Linked DNA regions of Rattus norvegicus: region 2 is linked to region 1. Evidence: chromatin contacts called from public Hi-C data. All regions are on one chromosome and are shown on one strand. The core of a region is the stretch at or near the end of the contact, and the rest is flanking DNA. Distances in the headings are between cores, read along the strand shown.

Evidence for each region. A called contact is a pair of places that touch in the nucleus more often than the background predicts.
Region 2: a Hi-C map of the A7r5 cell line shows a contact between it and region 1, with 2.6 times the contacts expected there. The contact joins the enhancer-like site here to the promoter of Vgll3 in region 1. A contact is called at or near these places in 3 of 12 Hi-C or Micro-C datasets (the A7r5 cell line, the Rat2 cell line and psoas muscle).

What each region holds. Positions count from the first base shown.
Region 1 is chr11:17,088,267-17,091,642 of GRCr8, reverse strand. It overlaps Vgll3 (vestigial-like family member 3), which reads right to left and starts at 2,051. Exons shown (of 4, transcript NM_001427793.1): 1 at 1,480-2,051. The coding sequence starts at 1,605.
Region 2 is chr11:17,141,277-17,144,971 of GRCr8, reverse strand. No RefSeq gene overlaps it. Among named protein-coding and RNA genes, the nearest start is that of Vgll3, 54 kb to the right of the region's middle. Within about 2 kb of position 1,636, at least 7 of the 93 cell types and tissues checked have an H3K27ac peak or open chromatin away from gene starts, as enhancers often do. A contact at or near this core is called in the A7r5 cell line, where this site is marked.

The DNA of each region.
Region 1 (3,376 bases), core at 802-3,301:
TTCCAACTGATAATTCTAGGCCTTCACAGCAAGAGAGATGGAGCAATGCCCAAGGTCTCTCTGCCTGGGCTGAACCTGGACACTACTGCTTTGTATGCGATCACGAAAACGTGATCAGTCAAAATGTTCTTTTGCCATACTTGACCACAAAACACAAAAAATGCTTCCCCATCTCTCCCATCAAAGGTAATTTTGTTTTAAGGTGGTAATGCTTTCTCACTTTAAAGGAAATAATAGATATTATCAAGGAAGTGGGCTCTTCTGTCTTGTATCTCACTGGTCTTCATTAAGATGGGACTGTTTAATGGTGCATCCTGCACTTGTACCCCTTCAGAGTTAGTTGAATCTGACACCCACTAAATCTCAAACAGAGTAATGGTCTCTTTCCCAAAGAGTAGCCCTATTCTTCGAGAAAAGGGACAGGGGCAAAGGAAAAATAGAAATTGAAAGGTCAGATTGCTCCAAGGGTCAAACCCTGAAGGCCAGAATAAAACATACAGTTCCTAAGAAATGAAAAAAGTCAAACAATCCTGTAAATCATTATTTTCTAGCTATATCTAGCCTTATTTTTAAGTTTCAATGAAATTAGCCTGCTCTAATCCCTGAGCCAGTATAGGCCCTTGCCACAGGCACATGTTTGATTGTTTTTAACAGAGTTCTAGTTAAATTTTGGTGCACTTGCTATGTGGTCACAGAGTAATCTCAAGAATTCCTAGTGGCAAGTTTTTCCAGCGTCTACTCTCTCATCATCTCCTAGTTGCCAAGTCCTTTTTACCAACATTTTCGATCTCTTGGCAGGGTGGGGCCCAGGCATGCAGATACTCCTGGCTACCTTTGGGCTAAGAAACACAAGTCCACTGATGAACACCGACAGGCTCTGTGCTTTGTTAGGAATAGAAAGTGAATGAAGAGGCTTTGAGAATCCCTATCTAAATCACAGCCGCAGGAAGAAAGGCAATGGATAAATTCTAGAAACACCGAATGTGTCTTATATCCGACCAGTGTCCCACCCTGAAAGTCCCACAACAGTCAGTCACTCCAGGAGCTCCCGTTCAGGTAACCTCTGCTACCTTAGTTGCACACTTCCGCCACTTACTCCAGAAAACGCTAGAATACTCTAGTTGCCCAAGAAAACAAAGTATTTAAGTTAAAAGTTTACTCACACAGTCCTAAGATAGATGCCTTTTGTGAGCTTCAGGGAACTGAGTCCTAAGGACCAGCGAAGCTGGGAGCAACAGCCTCTGAGTCCAGGTGACACAGCTCAATTAAGCCCCCGGCCAGGTAAAGCCATTCCAGAGATCCCAGCCCTGCCATACTCAGTTCTGCCCTTCCGGGAGTGTCTTTTTCTTCCTATAGTTCCCAGCAAGTCCTAGAGCATCCTCCACGCCTCTGAACCGGCCGGAGCACGGTGTGAGCCTGACACCGATACCCGGTGCCCCTCGCCCCCGCCCCCGGAAGGCTGCCCGGCCGGTGACTCACCTGCTGGCCAGGTTGGGGCGCCGGATGATAGCAGGCTGTAGGGCAGGTTGCAGCTGCCACAGGGTTGGGCAGATACTGGGGCGCTCCATACGGCTGGGGGTGATACATCACCTCCGCACAACTCATGGCAGCGGGGCCAGCGGCGGCCCCGGAGTCGCCGCCGCTGCTCTACGCGCTGGCGCGAGGGGAGCCACCGCCACCGCCGCCGCCGCAGCTGCCGTCCGCGTCGCTGAACCAGCTGCTACTGCGGCTAAGGCGGATCCTCGGCGGCCTCGGGCTGTGCGCCGGGAGCGAGCTCGGGAGGGGTTGGCAATCAGCGGCGGCCCATGCGCGGGCACCTTCATTTTCAACCCCTCCGAGTGCCCCCTCTGCTCGCGCTTATATAGCGACGGGACGACGCTGTAGCCCGCCCCGCGGCAGGAGCATGACAGCGCTGTGCTCAGGCTCAGGCGGTGGCATCAGAGACAGGAGCGTACTCCCCAGCGCTAGCTGCCGCTGCAGCAGGATCCCCGCTAGAGTCACCCCGGGAGCCAAGCGATGCTTTGCATACACACAATGCACGCCCGGGACTTGTCCTATCACTAGCGCGGGCGGCTGGGCGAGGACCAGGAGGCGGGGGCAGTATAGCCGGAATGTGGGGAGGCGGGGAGCTCGCCTCCCCAGCTCTCAGGAGCAGTTTATCAGAAAAGTTCCACCAACTCAGGTCCACAGCGGGCGGGTCGCCCAGCAGGGGGACCCTGGGGAGGCAACTGCGGATTGGAGCAAAGTTTGCAGCCCTCTCCGCCTCCGGGCGAGAGATGCTGGTGGGAGGAGATTGGTATGCGAGAGACTCCGCACCCTCAAAAGTTTGCTGGTCCCCACCCAGTCTCGTTCACCTGGCGGCCTGGACACAGTTGCCCAAGTTCCGGCAGTTTTTTTTTTTTTTTTTTTTTCAGGAAGCATAAACTCTGATGATGCTAGAATCAGATCAAAGGAAGGCCAAGTGTAAAGAGTTATAAAACAGGCCAGAGATAAAATATTGGATTAGTCCCTTCATTAAAAATAAACCAAAGTGAAAGTTAACAGTGCCTTGAGTGGCCACCGGCTAACAATACTTGTTCCCTTGCAACATCTTCATTTAAAAGGCACATCTTGGTGGCTTGTCATCCTGGCAGGATGTAAGTGTACCTTGTCCGGCCTCTACAAGCTAGCTTGAATGTAGCAAGAGAAAATAATTGACTACCTACTTTGCTGCCATTTAAATGTGTTGTTTATAGTAAGTAGCTTAAAACTTACTACAAGATGAAATAAAAACTTACCTCTGTGGCAAACAGAAACTTTTGAGTAAAGACCAAGGCCTAGTTCTTTTCAAAGGAAGTGTCTCTTTGTTTTTCAAAGGTATTAATGTTGCATAGAGTAAATCTCTCTCTCTCTCTCTCTCTCTCTCTCTCTCTCTCACACACACACACACACACACACACACACACACACACACACACACACACATACACACACACACCAAACCTTCCCACCATGACCAACTCTGTTTTGGGCGAACAATTCTTTAAAGAAGTGACATATGCAAGTATACGTGTGTGCATGGCTGTAGCTCCTTACACTCATACAAACTATGATTGTGTTGGGTAATTTTGTTAGGCCATAATAGAATTTCTTGACGCATTCATTATTTTATCAACAGAATCTTTTTTTTTTTTTTTGGTTCTTTTTTTTCAGAGCTGGGGACCGAACCCAGGGCCTTGCGCTTCCTAGGCAAGCGCTCTACCACTGAGCTAAATCCCCAACCCCAACAGAATCTTAAAATATGGTTATTAAGCATTTATGTAGTTCAGATTTTTAAACTGTACTCTTTCTAGTGGGTATGTCTATTTGGGACAAAGGAGTTATAATCATGTAATGT
Region 2 (3,695 bases), core at 387-2,886, 54 kb before region 1:
GAAACCAAGTGTTTTTGCACCCCTTATACTTTTGACAAAGAAACTATGAGATAAGAAGTTTTATATTTTTAAAATTATTTGTTTTAGCATATCATCTTACTAAAGTGCAACAGTGTAAGAAATGAGGGTTCTTCAAAAATATTAATGTAAAATGAGAATTAAAATGCATTTAAAAAGATTTCTCTTTTTGTGTATGAGTGTTTTGTCTGTATATATGTAGTAGATACATCACATTCTTCCTGATGCTGGGGGAGGCCAGAATGTATTGGATCCCCTGGAACTAGAGCTTCAGAGAGTTGAAGACCATCACACTATGACAAGAAGAACCCCCCCCCTATGCAGAGAGCAAAGGCTTCTATCCGCTAAGCCATTTCTCTGCCCTCTAATCTTGTTTTTTTTAAAGGACAAGATCTTATTCATCAGTTAAAGATATTGGAGGTTGAGAATTTCAGATTAAAAATAAGATTCCAACAAAAAATGTGCATTTCTTTTAACCTATTACTATTTAATAACATTTGAAGTCGGCCTTGTAAGTAAACACAAAACAAAATAACAAAAACAAAACAAAAAACAAGAAACAAAACAAAACAAAACAAAAAAACTTTAATCCTTCCAACAAGAATGTTGAAAGCATTGGTTCTGCATCCCCAGATGGGAATGATGCTCTACATTCCCAAAGACTGTCATAAATCTAAGGTTCACAAAAGCTAGATTGGCCTTTCTTGATCTTCCAAAATGTCCTGCTCCTGGCCCTTCTATTAATGTATTCTAACAGTGAAGATACTCAAGTTTGATCATAGCAGAAACCAGGGGAAGCAGAATGAAGCTCTTCGGGTGTTGGTTTGGTCACACCTGGGTTGTACCCAGGTTGTCACTTGCCCTGGTGTGAAATTTGGCAGTGACTTCACCAAAGATTTCCACAATTATTAGGTTCAGTTCAAAAGAGAGCGAAATCACTGTACTTGATGATAACACAATCACACATTTTAATTTGTTAATCTTTATAATTCTCCAACTTGTGCTCCTTAATACCCTCTTCATTTGTCAGATGGCCACATTAAGAACCAAAGAAATTATCCAAGAATATACAGCTTCTAAGTAACACTGCCTAAATTCAAACCCCTATTTTATTTTGCTAAAACTCGATGTAACTCTGTGTGGTGCTGTTTGTGAAGATCGGATAAATGTGGGTAGTACTTGTTTACAGAGAGAAATTTGGAGTTATTTTATAGCTCTCTCCTCTGTGTATTTGTCAGTAAGTTTAGGTTCTCCCAAGTAATTTACATTTCTTTCCCCCTGATTCTCAATGATAACCTGAGGAAATACAGTGTTAAATGACAGCAACATGTTGCCTTGAACTCTATTCTTCTAGTTGAGGCTTCACACTCTTAGCCCTTTTCTCTACAGTCTTTCAACAAAATGTTTTAATCACAGACTCACATTTTACAGCTTCTCTGAGGTCCCCTCTTCCTCTGTGGGTTCTCAGGAGACAGGCACATGTTTACTTTCACAAACGGTTTAGGGCCTGGTGTTAGAGAATGTGATGACACACTTAAAATGGTTATTCTGTGATAGAAAGATTGGACCATCACCCCCGGAAGGCCACTCACAACAGGACCTTCTCACCCACCCTTGCCATGACAAGCCTTAATGGAATCTAGCCTGCGGAGTGTCTGTGTTCTGTGTGAGGCTGGTGTCAAAGCAAGTCCAAGCAAGTTCCCCGAAGTTCAGCGTTTACAACATCTCTAAATTCAAGAAAACATTCCTTCAAGGCACCACCCACCTTTTCCAGTGGGAATCCAGGGAAATGATCCTCTCGGAATTAGCATGTAAGCAGGCAGAGTGTGTTAGACTTGTGCTTTCAGAAGACACATGGGGGAGGGGCAAAGCCCTGATGGGAAAATGAATACCATTACCTCCAAAATGTTCTTTTCAAGGATGAGGGAGTACACCCTGCAGCTGTTAAACACGGCTGCACTGTTCCGACATATTTTGCATATTTACATACACCAAGTATTTCCAAACAGGCTTGTGTTTGTTTAAAATCCCCCACAGAGATGTCTGGTAAAGCTTTCACTATAGAAAGCTATTTGCTTAGTGAAGTTTACAAAACTGTTTTCAAAATCATGCTCTCCCTCACACGCATGTGTACACACACACACACACACACACACACACACACACACACACACGTATATTTGTATAAGCAAATAGTTACTGTAATTAGCAACTTTGTAGAAAAATCTGGAATAATCTACTTATCTCACCTAGTGCTTAGAAATAAAATAAGATATAGCCTAAGTCCAAAGAAATGAAGAAAATACATTAGTTGAAACTAATATTTTTAGTTAAAATTCTATATACAACAAAATATAAATTGTAATCTTTCAGTAATCTTTTGTTAGTCTTAAACTGTCAAAATGGAATTTTCTTACTTGCTATTATTATTAATCTTTATCTTTTGAGTACTTTTACTCCAACTTTACTAAGGTCTAACTGACAAAACAAAAACTGCACAAATTCAATGCATGCAAGATAGTTTGATGCACACACACACACACACACATACACATCATATGACAATTACTACCATCAAAGTCATTAGCATACCAATCATTAAAACTTTTGCTTTCTGTAAGAAAACCCAGCACAAGACAGACTTTTTTTCATGTAAGTGATTTCTTTTGGAAACTTAAAACACCACAAAACCACACATAACTCATTCGAAAACAGGCTAAGGAACTTTCAACAGAAGTGATTGGGTAGTTTAAAGCTCTATTTTCCTTTTAGCAAGATCCACAAGAAAAGGATAGAGTATCATGCTTAAGGGGGAACAGATTTTGTAGTTTTTGGCAAGATATTAAATCCTCTGTTGCTATATTTGGCTCTCTGTAAATAGCGGCTTGCACAAGTGCAAGGCAAGGATCAATGCTGCCGTTCTTCATTCAGCCACAGCCAAACTTGGTAAAAGTAAGGCACTTGCGTTTGGATGTTGTTTTCAGCAGCCTTGAAGCTCATTTACTGATTAGCAGTATTCCACAGTATGGATTCCTACTTTGCGCATTAAATCTATCAAAGCCTGCTTGCTTTTCTGCAACACTTTTCCACTGCTTAACTGATAACAGCTGGAGTGATTCAATTGGGACAGAAGACTTTACCACGTCAATGTGGTTATCCGTTGCTATTTAGTCCAATGAGACACTTGGAGAATTGGCACATCACAGGATGGACATAAACCCCACCTTCTGAGCAATACAACTAAATGGTTGGTTGTTGATTGTCCACAAAGAAAACAGTTCAGTGAGAAACTATATTCTCTCTAGGACTGGTCTCTCAGCCTTTTGAGTTCTGACTGTGACCAAAGGGGCCCAAATATTTCATGAAGAATCTGAAGAAACAGCAGAAATTTTCCTAATAACCTATTATCTAATAGAAATACATTCCACACAAACACTGAAACAAAGATTATGTTCTGTTATGTCTGCTGAAGTAGCAAATCCTTCCTTATTATAACCTGATTTAAAAAAAAAAACAAAACACTAAAGGCCATAAATGATTGTGGTAGAATAATATGTATTCACATTCTTTCCCCCCTAAATTTGAGAACACATTGTATCTCAAACAGAAATAGGGACTTGGAAGATAAAGTCTGTGAAACACAAACACTATTCTGAATTCCATAAGGAGAACCAATT